Regions from separate parts of the Mus musculus genome. Here regions 1, 3 and 4 are each linked to region 2. The links are chromatin contacts, called in public ChIA-PET maps. All regions are on one chromosome and are shown on one strand. Each heading gives the region's core, a stretch centred on a gene start, on an enhancer-like site or on the middle of the called end of the contact. The rest is flanking DNA. Distances are from core to core; before and after follow the strand shown. Region 1 has its middle 22 kb from the start of Ube2k. Region 2 overlaps Fam114a1 (family with sequence similarity 114, member A1). Region 3 overlaps Tbc1d1 (TBC1 domain family, member 1). Region 4 holds the start of Ube2k (ubiquitin-conjugating enzyme E2K).

Region 1 (3,604 bases), core at 424-2,923, 520 kb after region 2:
CTTGGAACAGCAAGAACTATAGAGCTATCTCTCCAGCATACACACACACACACACACACACACACACACACACACACACACACACACACACATATGTATGAGTCTTTTGTCTATATGATACACCATGTGCCTGCCAGGTGTCCCCAAAGGTTAGAAGAGGGCATCAGACAATTATTTACAAATGGGAAATATAATAGAGACGAGGCAAGGGTTAACCTAACTGCTAGTTTGAACTTCACTTTGCATTCCTGAAGGGAAGCCAGCAAGAGTTCATTGCCAGTCCTTTGGGACCTCCCTTTATTACACCCATGAAGCACTGTGCTCCTGGCCATGATCCTGTCCTACAACAGCCAGCCTCTATCTAGTTCACCGCACTCAGATGTACAACTCTCCTGTCCGTGGGCATCCTTTTCCTTTGGGTCTTCTCAATCAGCCCTAGTGGAGGTCCTGTGGTTTTCAGAACAGAACCTCTAAGAGTGGAGAAAAGCCAGTACACATCACTGAAGTTGACTGTGTTCTTAATTTTAATCTGTTGCTCTTGGAGAGAGACTTCTTAAGAATTTTTCACCATATATGCTAACAAAAACCATTTTTAAGCTGGGCATGGTAGCACATATCCCATCATCTGTGAAGCTGAGGCAGACAAATCTTGGTGAGTTGAAGGCCAGCCTGGTCTACACGTAGCCAGCTTCAGGCCAGCCAGTGCTATATTAGTAAAACCCCCGTCTCAAGCAAACTTCCAAACAAAACAAATGCCCCATTTACCAAAAAGAAAGAAAGAAAATTTCTGCAAAAGTCTAAAAGGTCTAAAAACCTCTGGTCTCTAGTAACATTCTGGCATTCTGGACTTTAACTCTGTATGCAGTTACACTAATAGTCATATATAAATCTACTTCACAAGGACTCGCTTTAATGACTTTTTAAAAAGACATCAGACACTAAGTTCACACTGAACAATGTGTTCTTAGTCATCATGAGGACCCTGTTCAGTTAATAGGTTCCTTATGATTTTTCTTCTGTCCCTGCAAAGTGCTTGAGGCCATTACAGAATAACTAACTGGCGATGGGAATTCCCCATGAACTCAGATGGACACTAGCTTCAAATTGTATTCCTTGGATCTCTCCTTCCTCCTAATAAGGGATGAGAAAGAGGACTCAAAAAAAAAAAAGATTTAAAAAATAAATCTCAAAGGCTTTAGGCAGAAGATCATGAGCTCAAGTCTAGCCTGTACTATGTGGAAATAAAAGGTGAGAGCTGGAGAGAGTGGAAGAGGCTGGTAGCCTACATGCTTGGCTCAATCGTCAGCACCTACTGGTCTTCTGTGTCACTCATTGCACAGGCAAGGAGTAGAACTGGCTCAGCAGGAAATGGGCTGTGGCACACTCAGGAGCCTCCTCTCCCCTACTGTACACAAAGACACTTTTTAAATAAGTCTTTGAAAAGGAAGTAGGACTTGATTGTCTGAAATGTCAGTTTGACAGAAGACTGGTTATTGAGGAACTGTTCTGCCCAGATGGTTCAACCTCCAGTGCAATGCTCCATCATCTAGTTGGAATATTTGATCTTTGTGACACAGTTCACATACTTTCCCAAGACCCCCAACTATGACTCTCTCCATATTCTGAGACACAGCTACACACCAAACATATTGTATTTGCTTTGGACACGTCAGTGACTTTCAGATCCTGTTTCCTTCCCAAGGTGATTAACAAAGAGTAACCGATGAACAGATGTCAACCACAGGACGCTTCCTGAAACTTAAATCATATCCTAAACAGCTCTCTGGCTCCCCGAGTGTGTGTGTGTGTGTGTGTGTGTGTGTGTGTGTGTGTGTGTGTGTGTGTGTGTGTGAGAGAGAGAGAGAGAGAGAGAAGCACCTTTTTAAAATGTGCATCAAGTGGACTGGAGAGATAGCTCAAAGTTTGGACACCTGCTGCTCTTTCAGACAATCCAAGCTCTTCTTCTGGCCACTGTGGACATCTGCCCATTCACACCCATATATGGTCACACAGACACCCCTTACACCCACTAGAAAAAAAAATCAAACAACAATTAAACAAATAAAAATGCATCACTTGGGTCACCGAACTGCTCTGTGGATAAAAGTGCTTTCTGACATCCCGGAGAATCTGAGTTCGATTTCTGGGATCCCTATGATGGAGGGAGACACCCAACTCCCAAAACCCCATATGTGCTGGGATGCAGTGGTGTGTGCATGCACACACTAAATACAATAACAAAAAGCCCACCAAGCACTAGATGTGGTGGGACAATAGACTGTGGTGGCACAGTGTTGTAATCTTAGATCTTGGGAGATAAAGGCAGGAGGATCAGGTTGTCCTTTACCATGGAAGTTCAAAGCCATCCCGAAACACATCCCTGTCAACCCTGTCTAGACAATCAAGTTACTAAAATCAAACAACCCATGCCAGCTCAGTTTACCGTCCTTCAGCATCCCTTCAACCCCTGAGTCTCCCCTGAGGAGGTGCGCAGACACAGTCACTGCTTCCTTCCTACCAATCAAAACAGCTTTGCATAGCCATGGGAACCCAACCCCTCATTCTTGTCTTCCTTCCTCACCGATCCTGATGCATTTCTAGTCTTCTCCCTTTATAAATGAGTTTCTTGGTACAGCACAGCCAAGGACCGTGGCAAAGAAATCAGTCCCCAGTCATTTGTTTTCTCTTGTTTTTTTCCCTCTGCCTGCTTCTCCTTACTGCCTCTTGCAGCTTTCTGGTTTCTATGCCTGTTTTATTGACTTCACATTTTTCAGTACTACCTCAGTGCCCCTCCCTTTCTCATTCACTTTGAATTGCTGAGTGCATTGTGGAAGTGTACATTTTAAAATTTGTCATGGTGTACTTTTGTTCAAAGTCTTGATTAGAAATTGGGCTAGAGGGCTGGAGAGATGGCTCAGCGGTTAAGAGCACTGACTGCTCTTCTGAAGGTTGTGAGTTCAAATCCCAGCAACCACATGGTGGCTCACAACCATCTGTAATGAGATCTGGTGCTTCTTCTGGGGTGTCTAAAGACAGCTACAGTATACTTACATATATATAATAAATAAATAAATCTTAAAAAAAAAAAAACTCTCCAGACAGCAAGGAAACGCTTGGAAAAGAAAAAAAAAAGAACTTGGGCTAGAGGAGAAATTTCAGAATCAAGAAATTTGTATTCTGGTCACTTTCTGCCTCTGTAGAGACATGGTGCCTTTTGTGTTATAACCATATTTTGTATTTACACCATGTTTATGTGCACAAGATTATCCCCATTTCAGAGGGAAAAGTCACGAAACCTCAGTTTACTGGTGGGTTTCTGACAATAGTCTGTGATGGTTAATTTTCATTGTCCACTTGATTTGATTTAGAATCTGGGAAACATATCTCTGGGTATGTCTGTGAAGATTTTTTTTCCCAGGGGGGTTTTAGAGAAAAAGAATTACCAACTCTGAGTGTGGAATGGTGACTTACACCATTCCACAGTCCAGCACTGAACAGTAAGGGGACAGAGGAAGAAGCCAGCAAAGCTCAGGCATTTCCCTCTGGTTTCCTGGTGGCAGATGTGATGTGACTGCTGACTCAGAGTCCTACGTCCATAGGTAGA
Region 2 (3,542 bases), core at 333-2,832:
GAAATTGTTTCCTGTGTCGGTTTGAGAATGCTCCTCTGTTCCATCCTTCAGGTCTCTGTCTATCACCTTGCATGAAAAGGCTCACTAAATTTCAGAGGTAGATTTATTTCCCTGAGAAGAATCCAGGCATGAGTAACCAGAATTGCCCAGAGTTCAAAGCTGAACGGACGACCATTGACACAAGGCACATAACACATGTGCACACATGCATGTATATGTATGAGTGCACATGTGTTATGGTTCATGTGTGGAAGTCAGAGGTAACCTGCAGGTGTCAATCCTCTCCTTCCACCACATGGCTCCTGGGATCAAACTTAACTCATCAGGATTGGCAGCGGCACCTGTAACCACTCATTCATCCTGCTGGGCTGAAAAAGTTTCCCTTGTGCCTGGCCATGCCAAGACATGAAGACTCTCTTGGATGTATTTAACCATCTACAAATCTTGAAGACCTTTTTTTTTTTTCAGATATTTGGGGATGCTAGTAAAAAGTTTGCTGTGTTCACCAGTTAAAATATATTCCTGCAATTTGGAATGCTAATTAGCCAACCATCAGCTGTTAATGGAGGCAGAGATAATAGGATTGCTTATTACGGCTGCCTCTGGAGCCTGGGTTTCCTAATGAGAATGCCCTGCTGACCTGGACTGTACATATTTTATTGGAATGCTGACAGCTCTCAGATTGTAGCTTAATCTAAGAAGCCTACATAATAGCATACTATGTATGTAAGAGTGTTCTAAAAATAACCGAAGTCATAATACTGAATGCTGACAGTAAGTAAAAATGGAAAGATAGGGCAGCGGCAGTGCTGTGCTTTGGATATAGTTTGAGTTGGCTCCCTAAGGGATGGGGTTAGAAGGTTGGTTCTCAGTGCAGAGATATTGGGAAACTGTACCTCTGGCAAGTAGGGCCCAGTGGGCATTCCTAGGGTTCCTGGGAAAGCTGTCCTCAGAAAGGATTAAGGTGCCTCTTGTGAGACTCTTGAGCTCTCACAAGAATGGGTTGTTAAAAGGATGAGCCTAAGCAAGTAGTTGTTCTCTGGCTTCCTGTTTTGAGATGTAATTCCTTCCTCATGAGCTCCCACTACTGGGACAGCATCCACCTTGAGACCCTCAGCAGAACCAAGCCAGGTCTGGAGCTTGCCTTGAAGTCTCCAGAACTGTGAACTCAGTAAACACTTTTTCCTTATAAAATGTGCCTGCCTCTGATATTTTGTTATAGTAAAGAAGAGTGAACGGGCACCAATGCTATGAAACTAGAGTGCTTTAAATCTAAATCTGTTAAGTTTCAAATCCTACTGAGAGTTCAGGCAATGAAAGCCTAACATGAGTCTGTAGCTTGACAACAAGGAAGTCACTGTGACTTTGATGCAGATGGCTTCATAAGGTGGTGGCGGGAGGACTCTTGCTGTCTTTGATGGAGAGGTGATGACAGGAGTGGGTACAGAAGATCAGCATCATGCTGAAGAGTTGGAGAAGAAACATAATGGAGCATAAAGCTGAGAGGTTTGAGAGAAACCCCTTGTTCCTGTTGAGGTGCTGTGGTGGAGACACTGTGGGCATAGTTAAATGTGAGAAGTCACTGTTGGGAGAAAAAGGAAGCCAAGAGACCTCAAACCAGCCCAGGGTGGGGCAGTGTCAGGTGGTAAGGATAGTGGTAACTAAAAGGATGACACTGTTCCCATGACAACAGAAGAATGAACCCATGGTCCCTTGGCTTGGGTATCCTTCAATTTGGGTTTAGATGGGTTTTGGTGTAAGCTGATGTGTGTATTGTATAAAAAGGAGATCTACTTAGATGCTTAATTTGATTTAAATAGTTAGTGTTTAGTTTATTAAGACTGCAATTTTAAACACTCAATTCTTCATCCCAAAAATCATAATTCTATATATAAGCCTAGCAAAATTGAGCAGCAGTTTTCTAGGGAAATTTGTTTAATATTTGATTCTTTTTTTTCCTATTGACTTGAATGTTTTAATTGTAATATATTCTATTTCCTTTCAAGTGCCTCATCTATAGATTACAAAACCTTGTTGAGTACTTCATAATTGTTATACAAGCTATTAAATATATAAAGTGGGCTTAAAGACCTAAATGTTAATACAGTATTCCTAAATGTGGGCCATTTCAGCTAAAGTCTGTGATGTGATAATTCAGCTGGTCATTGTAAATTGGTTTTCAAACCTTGTGACCCTGTTAACTTTCATAAATATCAGTAGGACAGAAAAGGTCAAATGTGCACAAAAAAGCATTAATAGCGTGGCTTTGGTGCTTTAGCCTTTCCACATTTAAGTTTTAAATCTTCCTAGAGTTGGAAAAGGTTTACTCATGAGGAAAGAAAATTACTTGGAAATAACTGAGGCCATTGCGAGTCTGACCTTCTGACAGAGCAGCAGGCACCCAGGCAGGACACCTGCAGCCTCATTGCTGCATTGAGGATCCTTATGACAGGTTATCTGTGCTGTGAGTTACAGGACTTAAGGAAGACCTGGTCTCGTGGGTCTAATGACAGGCATCCCCGGTATGAGATCTACACGGTACCTGATTCCTCATCTCTCCTGGGGATGGGACTTCCAGATTGGTCTTTGATCTTAACACAGAAATATATATATATATATTTCCACCTACATGTGAATGGTCCTTGTGTTTGACAGACCCCTCTAGATATTTACCTTGTACCTATAGTTTTGAACTGGTTCGCCTAAATTAAATAGTTTATTTTCCCAGAGCTCTGACTCAGGGTCTCACACAAACTAGGCAGATGCTTTGTGACAGAGCCACACTCCAGCCTCAGTAAATGATGTGGTCATTTGGGTGGTGGTGATGGTAGTGTTAGGAGTGGAACTTGGGCCTTACTCAAACCAGGAGAATGCTGTACCACTAAGTCACAGGACCAACCTAAAAAGTATTTTCTATTTGATATTAGGTGGGATACTAGACATTTAGATGTCTTCTCTATTTAAGGAACTTTGAACTTGATGGAATCCCCTGCATAGTTAAATATTCTTAGGATCACACAATGGATGCCGTTGTTCAAAGGACCAATTGTGTTTTATTTTTTGTTTAAATTTTATTTATTATATGTAGATGGGTGTTTTGTCTATATGTATGTCTATGCAACACATGCATGCCTAGTGCACACAGATTTCAGAAGAGGCCGTTCGATCCCCTGGGACTGCAGTTATAGATGGTTGCCAGTCGCCATGTGAATGCTGGGAATTAAACCTAGGTCCTCTGAAAAAGCAGCCAGTGCTCTTAACTGCTGAGGCATCTCTCTAGCCCCTCTAATTATGATTTAGATGTCCTCGATCAATCCAAGTCTGATTTGCCCCAACTATACAAGGTCATTCTTCTGATTTTATGGGAAGGAGAGAAAAACAACAACATAGTGAGTTCTCATAGGATGCCTTCTGCTTTCTGAGTTAGGCCCCGAAGGTCTGTGTTAAAGGAGGTGAGAGCTATCTAGGTGAAAGGTGAGAAACAAAGCTTTCCAGCAGCATTTAATAATGTGAGAAGCAAGTTGATGCACTCTGCTTATTTC
Region 3 (3,246 bases), core at 565-3,064, 690 kb before region 2:
GATGGAAGCTGCAGAGCCCAAGTGTGTGTGTTCTCTGTTCGCTGATATGGTCATCTATAGGCAGAGTCAAGATTGCCCATACTTCTCCCCCAAAATAGCATTGCTGAAAGTGTGTGATAGATATCAAGTGTACCACTTTCAAGGAATCCTAAAAGCAGGTGAGGATGTTGAAAGTCATCTATTCAACTTCCTTATAGATGAAGAAGCTGAGGCTTGTGAGAACAGGACCTGTTGGTCACCAGGCCTTTTGGTGGTAGATTCTTCTCTCCAATTCTTGCCTCTTTTTGTGGCAGAGTGTCACCAAGCAGGTTGTCTTCCCTGAGCCTCTTCCTGTCTCACTCATTTCCAGTTCAATGACAGGAAGTTGTTCTCAGCTTCTTAGCCATCTCCTGTGCTGTGTAGCTGTGCCTAAGGGCACTCAGGAAACAATGGAGGACTATAAGCCCATCTTCCTCAGTGGCTATTGAATTCTAAGATCAGCAGGTGACTCCAGCCAGCTCACTGTGGGTACAGCTCAGTGTGGGTACTGGGGACCAAAACTGTGTCCTCTGCAAGAACAGTACATGCTCTTAGCACCAAGCCATTTCTACAGACACTGATGGTAAGCAAGGTGGAAAGATTCTTTTTGTACTTGATTAAATCTTGTCATCAATACCCTAAGGCTATAGATTGTAAAAAGTTCTTCTTGATAGCCTGGAATTTTTTTTTCATGTTTAAACAAAACAAGAAAATTCTTATAGTGCCTCACTTTATATATGAGAAGACCGAGACCCATAGCCCCAGTGCTCACAGCAGTCTTCATTTGTCCTTTAATAGCTCCAGTGCTCACAGCAGTCTTCATTTGTCCTTTACTTAGAAGAGTCTGGGATCAGTGTTCTTTGGGGACCATTTACAGAGTAGCCTGTCAGATGCTTGGAGATGGGCTAGCATGGTCTAGCATGGGCTAGCGGGGCTGCCCTGCTTGTCTCCTCTCAGCTCCGTGCCTGGTCCCTATCTCAGCTCCTTGTTGTGTCAGATGTGTTATGGTCACTGTGGAGCTGTGAGGGGGCAGCATTGCACAGCTCCTCAGAGCTCAGGCCTCCCACACAAGGCAGAAGTGGGAGTCTTCAGAAAAGAACGGGGAACTTTCCACACACATCCACACGGAGATGCTGAGCTCTGGACTGCTGTGATGTCAAAGTGATGGGACCTTTGGGAGGCCGCGGGCTTACAGAAGTCTTCCTCATGCCGGGCCTCTTCCTCTCATGCCCTCCTCCCCTTCCCAGCTGTGGTGCTCCAGAGGGGAATCTGTAGGCTCTTTCCACTGCCCCGTTCCAGCCTGCAAGCCTTTGTTTTCAAAGCAAAGCAAAACTCTAGGCCTGGTGTGAGAGGGCACTCCCATAGTCTCTGGAGGCTGAGGCAGGAGGAGCAGAGAGTTCAAGGGCAGATTGTACCACATTGCAAGACTTGTTTAAAAGGAAAAAAACTAAAAAGTAAGATTCCATGCTGGTTACTAAGACCCGCTGTGATAATAATTTGCTTCTGGCCATTTGAGAGAAAGTGGGTGACCTTGGAGGTACTTGGGTGACCTTGGAGGTACTTGTGTGACCTTGGAGGTACTTGGGTGACCTTGGAGGTACTTGGTGACCTTGGAGGTACTTGCGTGACCTTGGAGGTACTCGCAGATCAGAGTAGTGCCCTGGCATTGGTTTGTGTGTAAAACACACACTTACACCTCGAAGCGGCTGAGATGCTCAGCTTTGGTTGTGAGTTTCCTCTTGTAAAAGTGAAACCCTTAAAGCCATTAGCACCCTCCCCTGTCCCCAGCCCACACTAACCTTTGTTCTACTTTCTATTTCTATGAATGTGGCTACTTTACATGGTTCCTGTGAAAGGCAGCCTTTGTCTTCTTGTTTCAAGTTTATTTAAGTAGTTTCCTCTTGCTAGCTCATAGCAGGTTTTCCCTTTCAAGGTCAAATTATACCTGCAGTGTTTTGTGTGCCACGTGTGGTTTTGCTTACTTATATTGACTGGCCTTTTTTAGTACCCATTTCTTAGCAGTTGTGACTAACTGTGAACCTTGGTGCAAATGCCAGAAGTGAGGCGCCTGACCAAATGACCCTTGTATTTTTAATGTGCCACACTCTTTTCACAGCATTGGTGCTTTCCCGGTGCCCTAGGGTTCCACACACACACACACACACACACACACACACACACACATCTTCTCTTGCTATTTTCTGGTTAATTTGCTAGTGGTCAGTCTAGTGAGGTGATTACCCCATTGTGGCTCCTCTGTGACCTGTGTGGCTAACACTGGTTTTGCGATGTCCTCCATAGATATGCAGGTATAGCATAGAGTAATGACAGCGTCTACCTGATAGGAGGGATGTGGACCAGTCAGTGGAAGCTGTAATCACATAGGATGCAGACAGCCTCTTCTCTTTGGGGATTTAGAAAACAAAAGTAGGCACCTCCCCTACAAATGGCAGCCACATTGTTCAGCTTTGTTTTCTGACACAAACTCTTGCAGTGTAGGCCAGACCAGCCTTGACCTCAGAAGTCCTCCTGAGTGCTTGGATTATAGGCTTTACTGCCACACCTATGTTCAGCTCACACTTAACATCACAGAGGCTGTCATTTTTGCAGAAGAGTCATATTGTCAAAAAGACATCTTCTGGTCCCTTAGACTATGTGTGGCCATTTGCTTGGTTGCCTCAGTCTGCCAGCTGCCTCAACAGTTGCGGATACCTAAGGACGATGCTGTCTCTTAAGCTGATATGTCCAGGATGTTTGCCTGGTCAGGAAAGCCTTAGTGCTGTGTTTTCCATGGAGAGAGGCCACAATTTCACATTTAACAAGCTGAACATTATAGGAGTCGGGCAAGGACTGGGTCCACTAGTTTAAACTTCTGTTTCATAGCATCCCTCTATGCTTAAACTTCCTCATCCCCTCTTCCGAGCAAGCACAAAAGTGTTTCCCAACTCACAGGCTTCCTTTCATGGATTCCAGCCTTAGATCACACCCAGATAAGCATTGTGTAATAGGTGGGCGGGACTAGAATTTCAGCGACATATACCCACAAGGCAGGTGGGCGGGGGAGGAGGGCAGCAGAGGTCCTGGCTACAGCTGTGAGCCACTCAGGCCTGCGGTCCAGCAGCGACTTAGATAAAGGTCCCTGTGGAATTCCGGTTGTTCCCTAGCCATGGCTTTTCTGACTCTTCCCTTGCTCACACATTTCTTCCCTGTACTCCTCCTGGGACTTTC
Region 4 (3,474 bases), core at 277-2,776, 550 kb after region 2:
CACATGGTGGCTCACACCCATCTGTAACAAGATCTGATGCCTTCTTATGGACGTCTGAAGATAGCTACATAGCTACAGTGCACTTACATATAATATAAATATAAAAAGAAAAAAAAAAAGAAAAATTGAACTCTTAGAAGTTTAAACAACCTCCTTATCTCACAGATGAGGGAAACATGATTCTCGAACTGATGGTCCTCCTGCTTCTGACTCCCAATCTAGGATTACAAGCTTGTACCACCACACTCAGCTAGCATTAGTCTTAAAATGGAATACGGAACTGATCGATTAGGTGAATACATGAAACATATTCCTACAATAACACCTTCATAATTTCAAAATGTTATTTTCTTTCTTTTTTTTTTATTTTTACTTTTTTGGTTTTTCCAGACAGGGTTTTTCTGCATAGCCCTGGCTGTCCTGGAACTCACTCTGAGACCAGGCTGGCCTCGAACTCAGAAATCCGCCTGCCTCTGCCTCCTGAGTGCTGGGATTAAAGGCGTGCGCCACCATGCCCGGCGCTCAAAATGTTATTTTCAAAGTACCTCTCAGCACCCACACCATATTGTTTTAAACTCTACTAACCACTTTCAAATAGCCTCTCCACGTTATTGCTCAATTAAATAATTTTACTCGTTTCTCTTTTCTCCACTCAACTATATTCACTCAATACAAGCGCCAAACACCTTTGTAAGTTTAAAGCTCTTTCGGCCTTCTATTTCTTCAACTGTCACTATAATAAATACAGTTCTTCACATGCTTAATCCAGTCATTCCCACAGCGTGGCCGCTGAAAAACGGGCAGCAGGGAGCTTGCTAGGAATGCCAATTCTTAGGTCCATCCACACTCTAGAGATAGGTGCTAACAATCTTAACCAGCTCTCCAGGGATTCCGAGGCACTTTCAAGTTTGAAAAACACCTTAGTTCTGCAGTTCAGCATTGATTATCTAAACAGGGCAAAGATGTAACTTCTGGCTTTTAAACCCATCACAGGCCTCTTTCTGGCAACACCTGTATCAATTACAAGCCGTGGGACACAACCATTACACAACCTTAAACATCTGTAATACCTGAGATGACCGAATAATAGTTGCCTTATCATGGTTCCAGAACAAAAGCTACGGCAGTGGATTTCCCGGGGGTTTACCAACGGACGCTGGGCAGGACCCAGTTCCTGCATAGCTTTTTCCTCCGCTAGACACAGGGAGGCACTTCGAGCCCGTGGGTTCTGGGTCTGGCCGAGTTAGAGCGGGGCTCGGCCCGGCTAGGGCCGGGGACACCCGCCAGGCCGGGCTCCCACCTCGGGTCCCAGCCTAGGGACTGGAGGTCTCTCTGTAAAGGAGGCCGAGGGGCAGGGGAGGACCCGGCAGGCCCAGACCCCGCGGACAGGCCGCGAAGCCGCACCCTCCTGGCCCCAGCCGCCGGCAGGGCGGAGCCACGCGGCCGAAGCCCCGGCTGAGACGCGCGGCGCGGCGCGGCGCGGGCTCGCTGCTGGAGACGTATGGGGCTCCCACTGGAGCGGCTGCGCCGCCCGGTCGGGTCAGCGTGGTGCGCATGCGCGGACCCGGCGCCATTTTGGTGGCCGGGCGCGGAGGTGATTCTACAGTGAGGAGGAACGCGACGGCGAGGGTGGCAGTGGCAGCGTTCGTGTGCTCGGGTCTGAATCGCTGAGGGAGGAGGCGGCGGCGGAGGAAGAGGTGGCAGCGGTGGCGGTGGTCGTAGCGGTGGCGGAGGAGGCGGGTACGAATCAGCTGCGGGCAGAGACATGGCCAACATCGCGGTGCAGCGAATCAAGCGGGAGTTCAAGGAGGTGCTGAAGAGCGAGGAGGTCAGGAACGAGCTACCGGACGCCCCCATCTCAGCCCCGGGCGGCAGGGCCCCTTCCTTCCGCGACCCCCGGCGGGCCCTGGCCGGCTTCGCTGCGGCCGCCTCTCTGCCTCTGGGGAAGCGGCGGCCTCCCCTCCTCCTCCCGCCGCCTTTCCCTCCCCTCCCCGGGCCCTGGGAGAGGCGGTCTCGCGGGCGGCTGGCCGGCCGGCCGGCCTGGGGAGGAACGGGGTTTGGAGGGCCGATGCCGAAGCACTCGTCGGGGGCACGTGAGCTCTAGAGGGAGCCCCGAGGCGGTGGCGGCAACATCTGGAAGTGTGACTAGGCGGTGGGGAAGAAGGAGCAGGCCGAGAAAACCCGGGAAGTGGGTTGGGGGAAGGGGAAAGGTAGTAACTGGATCCCCCGGCCGCAGCGCACCCCCCAGGCCCACGCTTTTCGGGGTGTTCTGGAGATCGCCGGCCGGGGCCTTTGCTGTCTTCTCCTTGGGGAAGGAACCTCCACAGTCTTTAGGTATAGACGAGGGGAAGACTTTGAGTTACTCCCTTCCAGTGTAGTGTTGGGGGAAAGGGAGACATAATGGGAAGGGAACTGAAACAATTTCCACTACAGATAGAGAAATAATTCCGAATGAGGTGGTAATCTCTTTTCTACGGACCCAGCCCGTAACTAGGCCTCATCATTGACATTTAAAGCTTTTAGTCTGGTCAAAGGCAAGTTGTTTGTTAATTAAATGATTTGAAGTAGGGAGAATAATGGAGTGTCTGAGTAGCCTATTTCAGAATACTGTTTACCAGTGTCAGGCTCTCCTAGGGCAATGCCTCTGTGACTAGTGTTGTACTGTGAAACTTCATTATGATGTCCCTCATAGTTAACTTGAGTCTCACTTTTAAAAACAGGCCTATTAAAAAACAAGGGATTTCATCAGATAACACGTTATTGTAGTTCACTATTGAGTTAGGTTTATTTTTTTGACACAATATTATAGCAGGAAATAGCATATTAAGAAAAATAAAACTCCTAGTACATTGTAAGTCTTGCAAATTTTAAGTACATTAATGCTTGCCAAATTTATTTATGTGAAATATTGAGAGTGATTGAATAATTTTACTCATCTGTAAAAGTAATAGTACAACTTTTTCCACCTAAATCGACAAAAATGCTAGCTTTTCTATGATTGAACTTAACAACAAAATTCTGTAAGTAATTATTTTTTTCAGGTTTACATGTTTTTCTTCTAGGCTTGCTTGATGCTTTGATAATGTCAATTATGATCTTTAAAATTAAGCCTTTTAAGCACATGAGGAACTGTTACAAATCTTGTAGCTCTCCACCTATATTTGTGCCTTCCAGCTTGCAGATCATTAGCCATCGTCCCAGTAGACTTGTAGAAAGTCACTTAAAATTGAAATGACAATATTAGCAGATTTAGTGAGCATACTAAGAAGTAAGTAGTGATCTGCCTTACGTAGCATGAACTCTGACCTCTGTATTCATTTGCCAAAACTCTGAATGGAAGGATGACTTTGTATTTTTTGTGGAACAATGCAGAAACAGTGTGAATGGCTGTATTCACAAATTTTTAACGGTGATTTAAACTTTTTAAATAAGCAAACTTAGTTTGGGATTGTTTATATATATATATTCTTTTTT

Evidence for each region. ChIA-PET counts read pairs in DNA pulled down with a chosen protein or histone mark.
Region 1: a contact with region 2 is called in an RNA polymerase II ChIA-PET map of memory CD8 T cells, with 6 read pairs. The contact joins two enhancer-like sites. A contact is called at or near these places in 1 of 484 Hi-C or Micro-C datasets (cardiomyocytes), 2 of 115 datasets of contacts at active chromatin or transcription factors (memory CD8 T cells and pancreatic cancer cells) and 1 of 9 other capture datasets (embryonic stem cells).
Region 3: an RNA polymerase II ChIA-PET map of memory CD8 T cells shows a contact between it and region 2, with 19 read pairs. The contact joins two enhancer-like sites. A contact is called at or near these places in 2 of 484 Hi-C or Micro-C datasets (adipose-derived mesenchymal stem cells and embryonic stem cells) and 2 of 115 datasets of contacts at active chromatin or transcription factors (memory CD8 T cells and pancreatic cancer cells).
Region 4: an RNA polymerase II ChIA-PET map of memory CD8 T cells shows a contact between it and region 2, with 31 read pairs. The contact joins the promoter of Ube2k here to the enhancer-like site in region 2. A contact is called at or near these places in 2 of 39 promoter capture datasets (hippocampal neurons and pre-B cells), 1 of 484 Hi-C or Micro-C datasets (cardiomyocytes), 2 of 115 datasets of contacts at active chromatin or transcription factors (forebrain and memory CD8 T cells) and 1 of 9 other capture datasets (embryonic stem cells).

What each region holds. Positions count from the first base shown.
Region 1 is chr5:65,513,423-65,517,026 of GRCm38.p6, forward strand. It overlaps a transcript of Smim14 not described here. Among named protein-coding and RNA genes, the nearest start is that of Ube2k, 22 kb to the right of the region's middle. Within about 2 kb of position 1,674, at least 101 of the 459 cell types and tissues checked have an H3K27ac peak or open chromatin away from gene starts, as enhancers often do. A contact at or near this core is called in memory CD8 T cells, where this site is marked.
Region 2 is chr5:64,988,594-64,992,135 of GRCm38.p6, forward strand. All of the region lies in intron 2 of Fam114a1 (family with sequence similarity 114, member A1), which reads left to right. Among named protein-coding and RNA genes, the nearest start is that of Mir574, 20 kb to the left of the region's middle. Within about 2 kb of position 1,583, at least 43 of the 459 cell types and tissues checked have an H3K27ac peak or open chromatin away from gene starts, as enhancers often do. A contact at or near this core is called in memory CD8 T cells, where this site is marked.
Region 3 is chr5:64,295,452-64,298,697 of GRCm38.p6, forward strand. All of the region lies in intron 14 of Tbc1d1 (TBC1 domain family, member 1), which reads left to right. Among named protein-coding and RNA genes, the nearest start is that of Gm38634, 40 kb to the left of the region's middle. Within about 2 kb of position 1,815, at least 169 of the 459 cell types and tissues checked have an H3K27ac peak or open chromatin away from gene starts, as enhancers often do. A contact at or near this core is called in memory CD8 T cells, where this site is marked.
Region 4 is chr5:65,535,719-65,539,192 of GRCm38.p6, forward strand. It overlaps Ube2k (ubiquitin-conjugating enzyme E2K), which reads left to right and starts at 1,527. Exons shown (of 7, transcript NM_016786.4): 1 at 1,527-1,828. The coding sequence starts at 1,766. It also overlaps a transcript of Smim14 not described here.